Linked DNA regions of Canis lupus: region 1 is linked to region 2. A link is a contact called in public Hi-C data. All regions are on one chromosome and are shown on one strand. Each heading gives the region's core, a stretch centred on a gene start, on an enhancer-like site or on the middle of the called end of the contact. The rest is flanking DNA. Distances are from core to core; before and after follow the strand shown. Region 1 has its middle 39 kb from the start of FAM241A. Region 2 holds the start of FAM241A.

Region 1 (5,793 bases), core at 748-3,247, 40 kb before region 2:
GATTCCCAGGACCTCCAGCAGACTCACTGAATCAAATCCCTTGGGGAAAGATCTGGACATCTGGACTTCAAGAAGCGGCCCAGGCACTCTGATTAGCAGCCAGTATGGGAACTACTGGTAAACCAAGGACTTATCCAAACTGAGACTCTAGGTCCCTAAGAGAACACAGCATTTGACTATTAAGTCAGGAAATACCCAGCCAGCAAAGCACAATATAGTCAAGAAGAAGTTCTGAAGCCAGAAAAAGGACAGTCAGAAAATTTCCATAGAGTAAAGGATAGATTATAAAGATGAGAATTAGATAAATGAGTTGGACTAAAAAAAAAGCAGAAGATGTGGACACAGAAGGCAGTTTCTAGAATATTAGAAAATGTGAGACGGAGAAGTGTCCCATGAGAGATGAAGCAGAGGTAGACTTCTTGAACTGTACAAGGTATTGTCCAAGGAGATGGTTTAACAGCATCTGTAATCAAGCTATTGATGAAAAGATACATAGTTCAATCATGAATTGAAAAGACAAATTTAAGGGAAAAAATATGGATTGCGATTTGGAGATTATGATTCAATAGAAACCTGACTTTTAATCAACAGAATAGAGAAAACAAGGCACCAAATCATCAAAAGAAAAGAGGGTAGTGTGTGCTGGCACTCTTAGTTCTGTAAATCACATAGGTTTACGATTCAACTCGGTTTTCCTTCCTCTAAGCATATAAAACTGTTCTTAGAACTACCAGCAGATGGCGCCAGGGTTTTGGTTTAAAAAAAAAAAAAACAAGGGCAACACCAATGACAGTAAAGTCAGTATCTTGTTTTAAGAAAAGAAAAACTGTGTTAAAGAAAGACTAAAACCAAATCAGGAAACTAGATCAATATCTGAAGTCTATTTCTTGTCCGAGACTTATATAACTCCGATTTTTACACTCTACTAGTTTTAATTTACGACCAGTAAATTGTATAACCTAGCCAGCAATGAAACAGATCATGAAAGCCACCAAACATTAAAAACTCTGAAGAATGTCAAAAACGGTTGCCATTTAAGATGTTTATTTGCTCTACAGCAGCCAGCTATTTTCAGTGTGTTATGACTCATGGGCTTTGGGCACTTTTACTTTCATGGGTCTCTTTCTCCATTATATTTATATCATATATAAAATAAAGACAAATCTATTCCAAACTGGATTAATTTTCTTCAAGAAGGCTCCACACCCAATATGGGGCTTGAACTCCTGAACTTGAGATCAAGAGTAGCATGTTCCACCAACTAATCCAGCCAGGCACCCCTAAACTGGATTAATTATTAAATATTATTATTTTACTCACATTTTCATCTGAGTTTAAAATATCTTTGTGGATCACTGAAAGTGTCAGGGCTCCTATATACTGTGTCTATTATACCTAATGGATAAGTCCATCCCGGCTACTTTAAGTTATCCAAAGAAATGAGACTTAGAGACTAAAACTTGGGGGAAAGAATAAAACTGAGAAAGAAAATAGCCCAAACTGTCCGTTGCAAAAGTAAAATTCCTTTTAAGTTTCATGAATTTTCTTAAAGCTATATTCAAATATGTCAAGAAATGTTTTAAATTACTTCCCAAATATCAGAAAGGGAGACAGAACATGAGAGACTCCTAACTCTGGGAAACGAACAAGGGGTGGTAGAAAGGGAGGTGGGCGGGGGGTGGGGGTGACTGGGTGACGGGCACTGAGGGGGGCACTTGATGGGATGAGCACTGTGTGTTATTCTATATGTTGGCAAATTGAACACCAATAAAAAATAAAAAAATAAAAAATAAATAAATAAATTACTTCCCATCAGGGAAAAATAGGGAAAACAATTTCATAACTGATTCATTAGTCAATGCATAAGGTGCAACTGCTGTGAATCTAAAACTCTCAGAAATTAACTGCTGAGGGAAGCAGAATTCAGTGTGCACATATGACACTGATCGTGTGCAGTTGCAACAGGAAGTAGAACCAATCTATAACAAATCTAGGTTTCTATTTTGTCAAGAGGAGAAGGATGTAAAAGCAGAAGAGCACTGCTGTTATTTTTCTCAGGATCTAATTGTGAAAAAGGAAGTTTATGACTGCACTACTTGAGAGTCTACAGTTTTCAGTAAGGTCCTCCATTGTATGGTAGTAGCAACTTTAAATATAACTCAAAATCTTAAGTGTCAGAGAACTGGAGAGAAGGGCCTGGTAACCGAATTCCTTGGAGAAACAAGGAGAGACATTCTCAGACATTCTGAGACAACACAGCAGGGTGACATGATATGGGGTGTCCAGCAGCAGGGACCACAGTCAGGAGTATAGGGCCACTCTCCTACTGGACTGATGTCTTTGACCCTTGCTATGGAAATTGCTTTATTTGAGCCAATCTTCCATGATTTTTTGCTATTTTGCTTCAAGTACAGCTATTTTATGGGGAATGTTTTAGTTTTTTATTTGTCCTTAACATTTTACACATTAAAATAATAAAACCATCAAAAAACTTTCTATATTGGCAAACAAAAACCTCTTTCATTCAAATTAGAATGACATGATTTACTTTTTTTAACTCTAATTTTATTTTAATGTTCACAATTCATAAAGACTATGGGGAAAAAACTATTCATCTATATATTTTTTTTAAGATTTTATTTATTTATTCATGAGACACAGAGAGAGAGAGAGGCAGAGACACAGGCAGAGGGAGAAGCAGGCTCCATGCAGGGAGCCCGACATGGGACTCAATCCCAGGTCTCCAGGATCACGCCCTGGGCTGAAGGCAGGTGCTCAACCGCTGAGCCACCCAGGGATCCCCCTATTCATCTATATAATTAATTAATTCTCCCTATAACCTTTTTCAAAAAGTTAGAGCTCCAAAAAAAAAAAAAGAAAGAAAGAAAAGAAAAATCTTAAAAAGTGGAAATAGTAGGTTTTTGTATGTCCTGCTGTAATAAAAACAAGCTAACATCAAATTGAAATTTATTCAAATTTCAAAACAAATAATTACTTATATTCAACTTAAAAACTTTTGGCACAAAAGTACCTGTGTAGGCAAGGACGATTTCCCAGAACCTGCTGCATTAATGATTCAGAAAAAAAAAACAAAAAAACAAAAAAACAAAAAAAAACTGTTGAACGAGTATAGCCTTTTATTGAGGGGTGATTCTCAGGGGATTTGAGTTCAGTACAAGGTCCCAAAAATGGTGGTGAAAGAGTAGCCCACCGTACCCACAATTTTTCTCAGACAGCTTGTTACCTGCTCTCCCCTGCCACTTTACCCCCGGAGAGGTAGAGAAGGTGGGAATAATAGTCTGTCCACCAGCTCCTGTTCTTTCAGAAGTCAGAGGAACAACACCACAAAATGACTTTAGTGGCAGTCCTCCAGTTCCAACCCACAAGTCTGATCATGAGATCTGGAGAAACTGGGTGGGTGTAGGATTCCTAGGGAGTAAGGTATACATGGAGAATAAACAATATGGATTGTTTATGCATCTCCAAACAATCCTGACCTGTGGCAGCTCCACTCTACTCATGTCAATCTAATGCAGGTCACTTGGCATTTGGCACTCATCTTCCAATCTGCCCATTAAGCTTGCACTACATCCATCGTGGAGAGTGAATTCCCTGATGACCAGCCATTAAGAGAAGAAAATAGGGTTTAGAATCAAATTGCCTGGGTTCAGATCTGGCCTCTGCTACTTATTAGTTGTTTGTTATCCATAACATGGAGATGATGATAATAATATGTACATCAGAAATATCTAATAAGGATTCAATATGATAATTCATATGAAAGCTCCTAGTTCATAGCACATGGCACAGAATGAAGAGTTCAAAGTTAGATATTAGTCATATTATTTGTTATTATGGGAAATGACACTTCAGGACATGTCTGTTAAAGATGGCTGAGGTCCCTTATATCACATAGAAAAAGCTGGGGCAGGGAAGTGTCCCCCAGTGCCCCAGCCAAAGGCAACTTAAAAGTTAGACTTTTGTTTTTGAATTGCAGAGGTTCAACAGCAGCAAACAAGAAATAAAGGTCACCAGCCGTTTCCTCTGGAATCTGGCTAGATTTGTCATCTGGGAATTGGCTCAACTTGTGGGTATAAATAAATAAATCTTCCTCCCTGTAACCTTATATAAGTATGTAGGGTTATTAGAACTCTCTTCTTTACCTAATCCTGACTTCCCAAAAATGTATGAAATAACTTCCTTTGTAAGCCCATTTGGCACTTTTGAGGTATGATCCTAAATGGCAAAGACGCATATTATTCTGTGAATTCTGAAATTGTTTTTATTATGGATTTAATAATAATGATGTAGACATGCTCTGTATTGAAATAGTATGTAACCCCTTAATGCCAAAATTTGGCCTTTATTTCCTTTCACATGCCACTCTTACTTTACAGTATATTACTATACTATTATTTATAAAGCATAGTTAGTCAATACTTGATTCAAAATCATTGTGAAGAGTTATCTCCCATAATTTCAGTTCTACACATTTTCCACCATACCCAATTTGTTTCCAGCAAAATAGGAAAAAAATCCCTTTCTGCACAAAATCATTGCTTTCTTATAGAGAATAGGTCATTTCATCAACATCCTTCAAGGTCTCTCAGAGATGAAGAATCAAGTAGCATAAGAAATGAAGTCTGTACCACAATTAATATCTAGCTTGTATTCATTGAGACTAGTTGGAGAATTTTTTAAAATCCCTTGCCTCAAGTCTGTGCTTCTATCCTTTAATTTGTGCTGTATACCACCTAAAGTGAAGTTGTCTAGATATCCATTTTCTAAATTATTCATCCTCTCTCTGTTAATAGACTACTCACAGAAATACTGTGAAAGTTTTAACATAATCAAGCAAACATCTTGATTTCTTCATTGATTCAAAAACATATTCATTGAATACCCTCTATCTCAGGCCTTGTGCTAGGTGTTGCTTATATAGTGACAAAACAATTATCACCTCATCCTCATAGGACTCACCATTAAGTGGAGGAAGCATATATGAGACAAATAAACAAACAAAAAATATATAATTACAAATTATAATGAGAAAAAAGAAGAAAGGAAAGCATATGTTATTATAACAAGGAGGTGCTCAACTGATGCTGATGGATTTTAGATCTATCTCTAAAATAGAATATGTAATTTCAGACCTACAGCATTCCACTGTGGTTAGCTATGTGAAGATTTGGGCGGGGGGTGATTGTTCTAAGCAGAGCACATATAAAGTCCCTAGGACAAGAGAGACCTTGTCACATTAAGAAACAGAGAAAGTCCAGCACTGGATGTTATACTATATGTTGGCAAATTGAATTTAAATTTTTAAAAAATGTTAAAAAAAAAAACTGAGAAAGTCCGATATGCTAGAACTTTGTGAACAATGGGGAAAATCCTAGCCTAAGAACTTAAGCTCATATAACTTCTTTGAATTCAAATTTTTTTCCAGAAAGTCAATTCAAAAAAAATCCTTCTAGACAATTTACAATGTGAATTTAAATTTCAAGTTCCTAGCAAAATTATGTAAATAAGCCTGTTTTCCAACTTGTCATATTCTACACTCTCCCATACCACTCCCATAAGCCCTGCCTCTGCTTAACGATGCCTACATCTTTTAAATTATTTATCAAATAATAGTACAGTACAAATATGAAATATCAGTGCAGTACAAACATGAAATGATTTTTGTTTTTCTCTTTTTAACCATATTCTATAAAATCTCCTATTTTAACATCTTAAGTAGATTCCAGTCACATCCAGTTTTAATGTCTAATAACCTAGTCTAATTCAAATATT
Region 2 (5,217 bases), core at 1,759-4,258:
AAAAGTTGGGACATCAATCCTGGACTAGGATCAGAGGATTCTGGCCACCCTTTAGTGGAAGTTCTTGGATTTTGCCAGATAGCAGACTAGAATTTGAAAAAGAATGGAAGTTTTTTAAGAGTAGGAACCTGGGTCTAATGTCTACTAGTGTTCAATAAATATGTGTTAAATGACTGAATACAATTCTTGAAGAAGAAGCCTGAATCTCTGAAAGGCCGGATAATATATTCTAGACTAAAGGACTTCTGTTAAGACCTGACCCTCAAGTTGAACAAAACTAAGCTCTGTATTACTCTTTTTACCTGCCCTGCTATATATATATTCTGTGCCTTCTGAGTCCTCATGTATATAAGGAACTTCTGTTCACTCTGTACCCAGACTGAAGAGTGCATAGCCTCTTGACTTACCAAGTTGTCAGACATAAGCCCAAAGAGGGGGGGACCTCAAAATGTGCCTTAAGCTCCACAGAGTTGGCAGTAAAAGGATGATGGTCTTTGTGCCACTATATATAATTATAAAGCTTTTAGTAAAAAATGTATAAGTCCACTTTTCATAAGAAACACTACTGACAGCCAAAGCAAAACTTCAAAAATGAAAATGTTGTCATTAGAGTAAAGCAAAGAGGCCCATCAGGGAATGTTTTTGGTTTTCCATGGTGACATTTGTTTCTGATTATATATATAATATTAAATACTTTCCCCCTGGGTTTTAAAAGGCTTTTAAGAAAGGAAATAAACCAGATTCATTTTCTTTCTAATTTGTGATATTCAAAGGCATATTTTCTAGTTTCTATAGTCCTGCTTACAGGAAATAGGTCTTTAAAATACGTCTTTAAATTTCTGCCTATTTTAATTCCCTCTCTGGGCCTGAAAACATTTTAATAGAAGATCCCAAATAACTCATTCTCCATACACAGGCATATTTATTTTCCATTGATAAATAGCCTCATATTTTATCTATACAAGTCTATAATTTTCTCAAAGAACAGATGAAAGATATAAAAAGCTCGTTTGTTTGCTTTTAAAACACCCTCCAACTTCCCTTCCACAGAATAGGTAGGGTAGTTAGATGTGTGTTTCCTAACACCACCAAGCAGTTAACTCAGTTCTGACACTGTCTACCCGGAGATAAGGTCACAGATCTCACACCTTAAGAGCTCAGTGCCACAGACTGCCCTCCTTTTGATGCCAATTGCAGGTCCAGGTTGTCACCTGTGCTTCTGACCAATTGGCTCTAAATTGGAGATTTCCAATGACATGGTCCTTGGTTCAACAGCTCGCAGAACTGAGAGAAACTTTTACTAGTTTATTGTGAAGGATAATATAAAGGATACAGATGAACAGCCAGATGTAGAGGTACACAGTACAAGATGTGTTGGAAGGCGTCCTGAGCTTCTATGTTCTCTGTGTGAACCACTCTGCTTGCCTGTTCACATGTTCGCTTATCAAGAAGCTCCCAGAACCTCTGTCCTTTTGGGCTTCCATGAAGGTTTCATTACATAGACACGATTGATTAAATCATTGACCACCATTGATTGATTCAACTCAGACCCTCTCTACCCTCCTGGAGTTCAGGGGTTGGGACTAAAATTTCTAACCCTCTAATCAACATTTTTATTCTCCAGGCAACTAGCCCCCATCCTTCGTTAACTACTTCCAAAAGTGTCCTCATTAGCAAAACAAGAGATGTTTACAGCTCTCCTCAAGTAGGAAATTCCAAGGTTTTAGGAGCTCTGTTCCCAAAATGGAATGAAAACCAAATATATGGTTGACTCTTTTTTTTTTTTTTTAAGATTTTATTTATTTATTCATGAGAGACACAGAGAGAGGGGCAGAGGGAGAAGCAGGCTCCATGCAGGGAGCCTGACATGGGACTGGATCCCAGGTCTCCAGGATCACACCCTAGACTGAAGGTGGCGCTAAACCGCTGAGCCACCAGGGCTGACCCTTGAACAGAGGTTTGAAATGTGCAGGTCAACTTATACTTGGATTTTTTTACAGCACTATTAGCATTTTCTCTTCCCTATGATTTTCTTAGGAGCATATCCTTTTCAAATACAGTATATAATACATGTAACATACAAAATATGCTAATCAACTATATATGTCAGGAGTATGGCTTCCAGTCAACACAAGACTATTAGTAATTACGTTCTGGAGGAGTCAAAAGTCATACAGGGATTTTTGATTGTGCAGGTCAGTGTCCCTAATCCCTGCATCCTTCATGGGCCAACTGTATATATTTCTTACAAGTCACAATATCACGGGTAGTGAGGAAAAGATTTATGAGTTAGTATCCCCTTTATCAACCACTGAGAGAGACAGACATATCCTGGCCCATTTGTAGAAATACACACCAAGGCCTTGGGAGCATTTGGTAGTGCATACATGCTCCAAGGCTCTAACAATCAACACACCCCGGAGAAACACTTAACAGAGACAAAGACACACACCTTCCGAGAGATACTACACAGAAGACAAAAGGAACAAAAGAGACAGAGAAGTGTGTATTACTTGCAAAGGACGGACGGCACTCAGGGCAGGCCTCCAGCAGCACACTCAGGCACAGCCTCCGTGCCGCGGAAGAACAGGACCACCCCGTTGGAGTGTAACTGTGCATCACACACACACACACACACACACACACACACGCTCTCCTCTCTCCCTCACACTCACCCTCTCTTACATACACTGTCTCTCACAGACTCCTAACAGTTTCACGCGTACACAATTTCTTAAAACCTGTTACGTACATACTCACACATTCCGTCTCACACACACAACCTCACACACAGACCATCTCTCTCACACACGTACCTACGGCCTCTCAGTGTACATCGCCTCACACACGCGGCCTCACGGACGCGCGCGAACACGCGCCTTCGCTCTCAGGGCTCCCCCACACGCCCCCGTCGGCTCCGCCCCCGCCGTGGCCCTGCCCCCGGGTGGGCCCCGCCCCGGGGCCGGGGCCGGGCGGGGCGAGCCAGTGACAGGAGAGGCCGGGCCGGGCTGGCGCTTCGGGCACGCTGGCCAGCGGGGCGCTCCGGAGGCTCCTGTCTGTGGGCAGCGCGGCCGGTCTCCGGGCGGCCCGCGGCTGGCGGCGCTGCCTCGCGTTTCACGCTCGGCTCCTCCGGCGGCCGTCTCGGCCGCGGGAGTTGGCGACGGGATGTGCTCGGCCGGGGATCTGCTCGGCGGCGGCGGCGGCGGCGGCGGCGGCGGCGGCGGGGAGCGCGACGAGGACCGGGACGCGCTGGCGGAGCGGCCGGTGGCGGGGACAGAGCCGGAGCCCGGGGCGAGCCCGCGGCGACGCGGGCAGCGGCCGCTGGAGGAGCGCGAGCAGGTGAGCGGGGGGGGCGGCGCGGCCCGGCCGGTTTGCCGAGCCCCACCCGGCGGCGGAGGGAAGTAGGCGGGCGGGCGGCGCCTGGGCTCTGCTCGGCGTGGGGCGCCGGTCGCTGGTCGCTGCGGCGAGGAGCCGTTGGACGGCGCGCCCCGGGCCGGGCTGCGGGGTCGTGCGTGCGCGGCGGCGAGTGCCCCGGGTCGCGTGCCTGGCGGGGTCGGCGCGGCCCTGCCCCTGCTGTCGGGCGGGCGGGCGCAGGCCGGCGCCCCGGGCTCTGTGGAAGTACCCTCCGTAACGGTCACTTACCTAAAAGCCTCACATGTAAACACTTTTTTTTTTTTTTTTTTTTTTTTTGCGACCTCCAGTCCAAACCCCTGTGCTGTGGTGTAGGGGACAGCCGCTCCCTCCCCGCCCTCCATCTTGGCAGTTCAGTTCCGAACGCACACCTAGCGCCTCCGAGGAGGTGTGGGCGTCTCTCTCTAGATGTGCAGTCAGGGTCTGAAAGCGTGTGTAGGAGCGGGTATTGCGATAGATACCTTGCCTGGGACTCTCCAAGAGAGCAGGTTCCTCACATGAACGCAAACGAAATCAAAACTTCATTTTAAAAGTGAAAAAGCAAGAAAATTGCTTTCAGTTAGCACCGAAGGGAAAGAAGTATTCAGAGGACAGCGGTAGGAAAAGGAGAAGTTGGGTAATTTTTGAAACTCTCAGAATCTGTTCTCACCAAATGAAGTATGGTAATAGGCGTTACAACATATCAGATGTCCTCAAGATTAGGCAAGAGATTTAATAAAAAGAAATTGGATTATATGTAGGGTAGATTTTCACCAGCAAAAAACAGTAATTAAACTCTCAGAAATACCTGAAATAAGCCTACCTTCAGCATCACATTAAGGAGTAGTCACATGATTATTTGCCTTTGCTACGGCCTGTACTGTCGGGACAATCCATTAATGTCTGTCTCCTTTCATCATTGTCCGTCTGTCATTTTGTCACATTTCGCAAACTCCAATAGCATCACTAAATGCATTAGTAGATAAAGTGTAACTTCTGGTATTTCAACATTTTATTTAGAAAACAGAAATACCATTGTGTGGCACATACAAAGTATGCCCTAGCATCAGGCTCATTACCATGTGGAGGTGTAATTTTTCATCCTTTTTAAAAAAATATTTTATTTATTGTAAGTTTTCATCCTTATGACAATATAAGAGATGGCATGGTGACTGAAGCAAATAATTAGTCTCTAGGAGATCTTCCCTGTTCCCTTCCTAGTGTACCATCCAACTGGACCATGACTCAGTAGCTAAAGGGCTTAGTTTCCTCTTGCTTTAGTTGTTCAACTGGAAAAGTGAAGAAAACAGCAAGCTACAAGGAACTCCCTTGGTGGTGGTGGTGAGGGGGGTACAGTAGAATTGAGGTTCTTAAAGTACATTTTCGAATGTTTGTAAGGGAGCATGTAAAATATTGCTTCATTTATACTTCTGTAGATTTCACATCATTAGTATCTCTGGTCTTACCAAAATTATTTGGTACAATGAAAAAGGATGAAAACAAACAAAAATAAATGATACGTATATCCTAGAAAACATATCCCCGCACACCTGCTTCTTTCAGTGCCTGTCATGGAAATTTCTTTCCTTTGAAATGTTGAAACTGTTATTTTTTTTATCAGATAATGTATTTACGTACCCTAAGCCTACATACATAGTAATGGAAAATTACACCTGAGATATGCACTTACCCCAAATCAGCACCAAAGAAGAACTTCTTATCAAGAAACCAAAAATGAACAAAAAATTGGGACAACACAACCCTTTGGTCTAAGAAGTAAGCTTTTGAGATAAATCATTTGTTGATAATATTGTCACCAAGGCTTGT

What was found. Hi-C and Micro-C count contacts between places; a contact is called where the count stands out from the background.
Region 1: a contact with region 2 is called in a Hi-C map of blood, with 1.5 times the contacts expected there. The contact joins the enhancer-like site here to the promoter of FAM241A in region 2. A contact is called at or near these places in 2 of 9 Hi-C or Micro-C datasets (amygdala and blood).

What each region holds. Positions count from the first base shown.
Region 1 is chr32:7,941,580-7,947,372 of UU_Cfam_GSD_1.0, reverse strand. No RefSeq gene overlaps it. Among named protein-coding and RNA genes, the nearest start is that of FAM241A, 39 kb to the right of the region's middle. Within about 2 kb of position 1,997, at least 2 of the 20 cell types and tissues checked have an H3K27ac peak or open chromatin away from gene starts, as enhancers often do. A contact at or near this core is called in blood, where this site is marked.
Region 2 is chr32:7,902,858-7,908,074 of UU_Cfam_GSD_1.0, reverse strand. FAM241A reads left to right here and starts at 3,008. Exons shown (of 2, transcript XM_038581895.1): 1 at 3,008-3,339. The coding sequence starts at 3,166. LOC102154795 (a long non-coding RNA gene) reads right to left here and starts at 3,133. Exons shown (of 5, transcript XR_005382635.1): 1 at 2,817-3,133.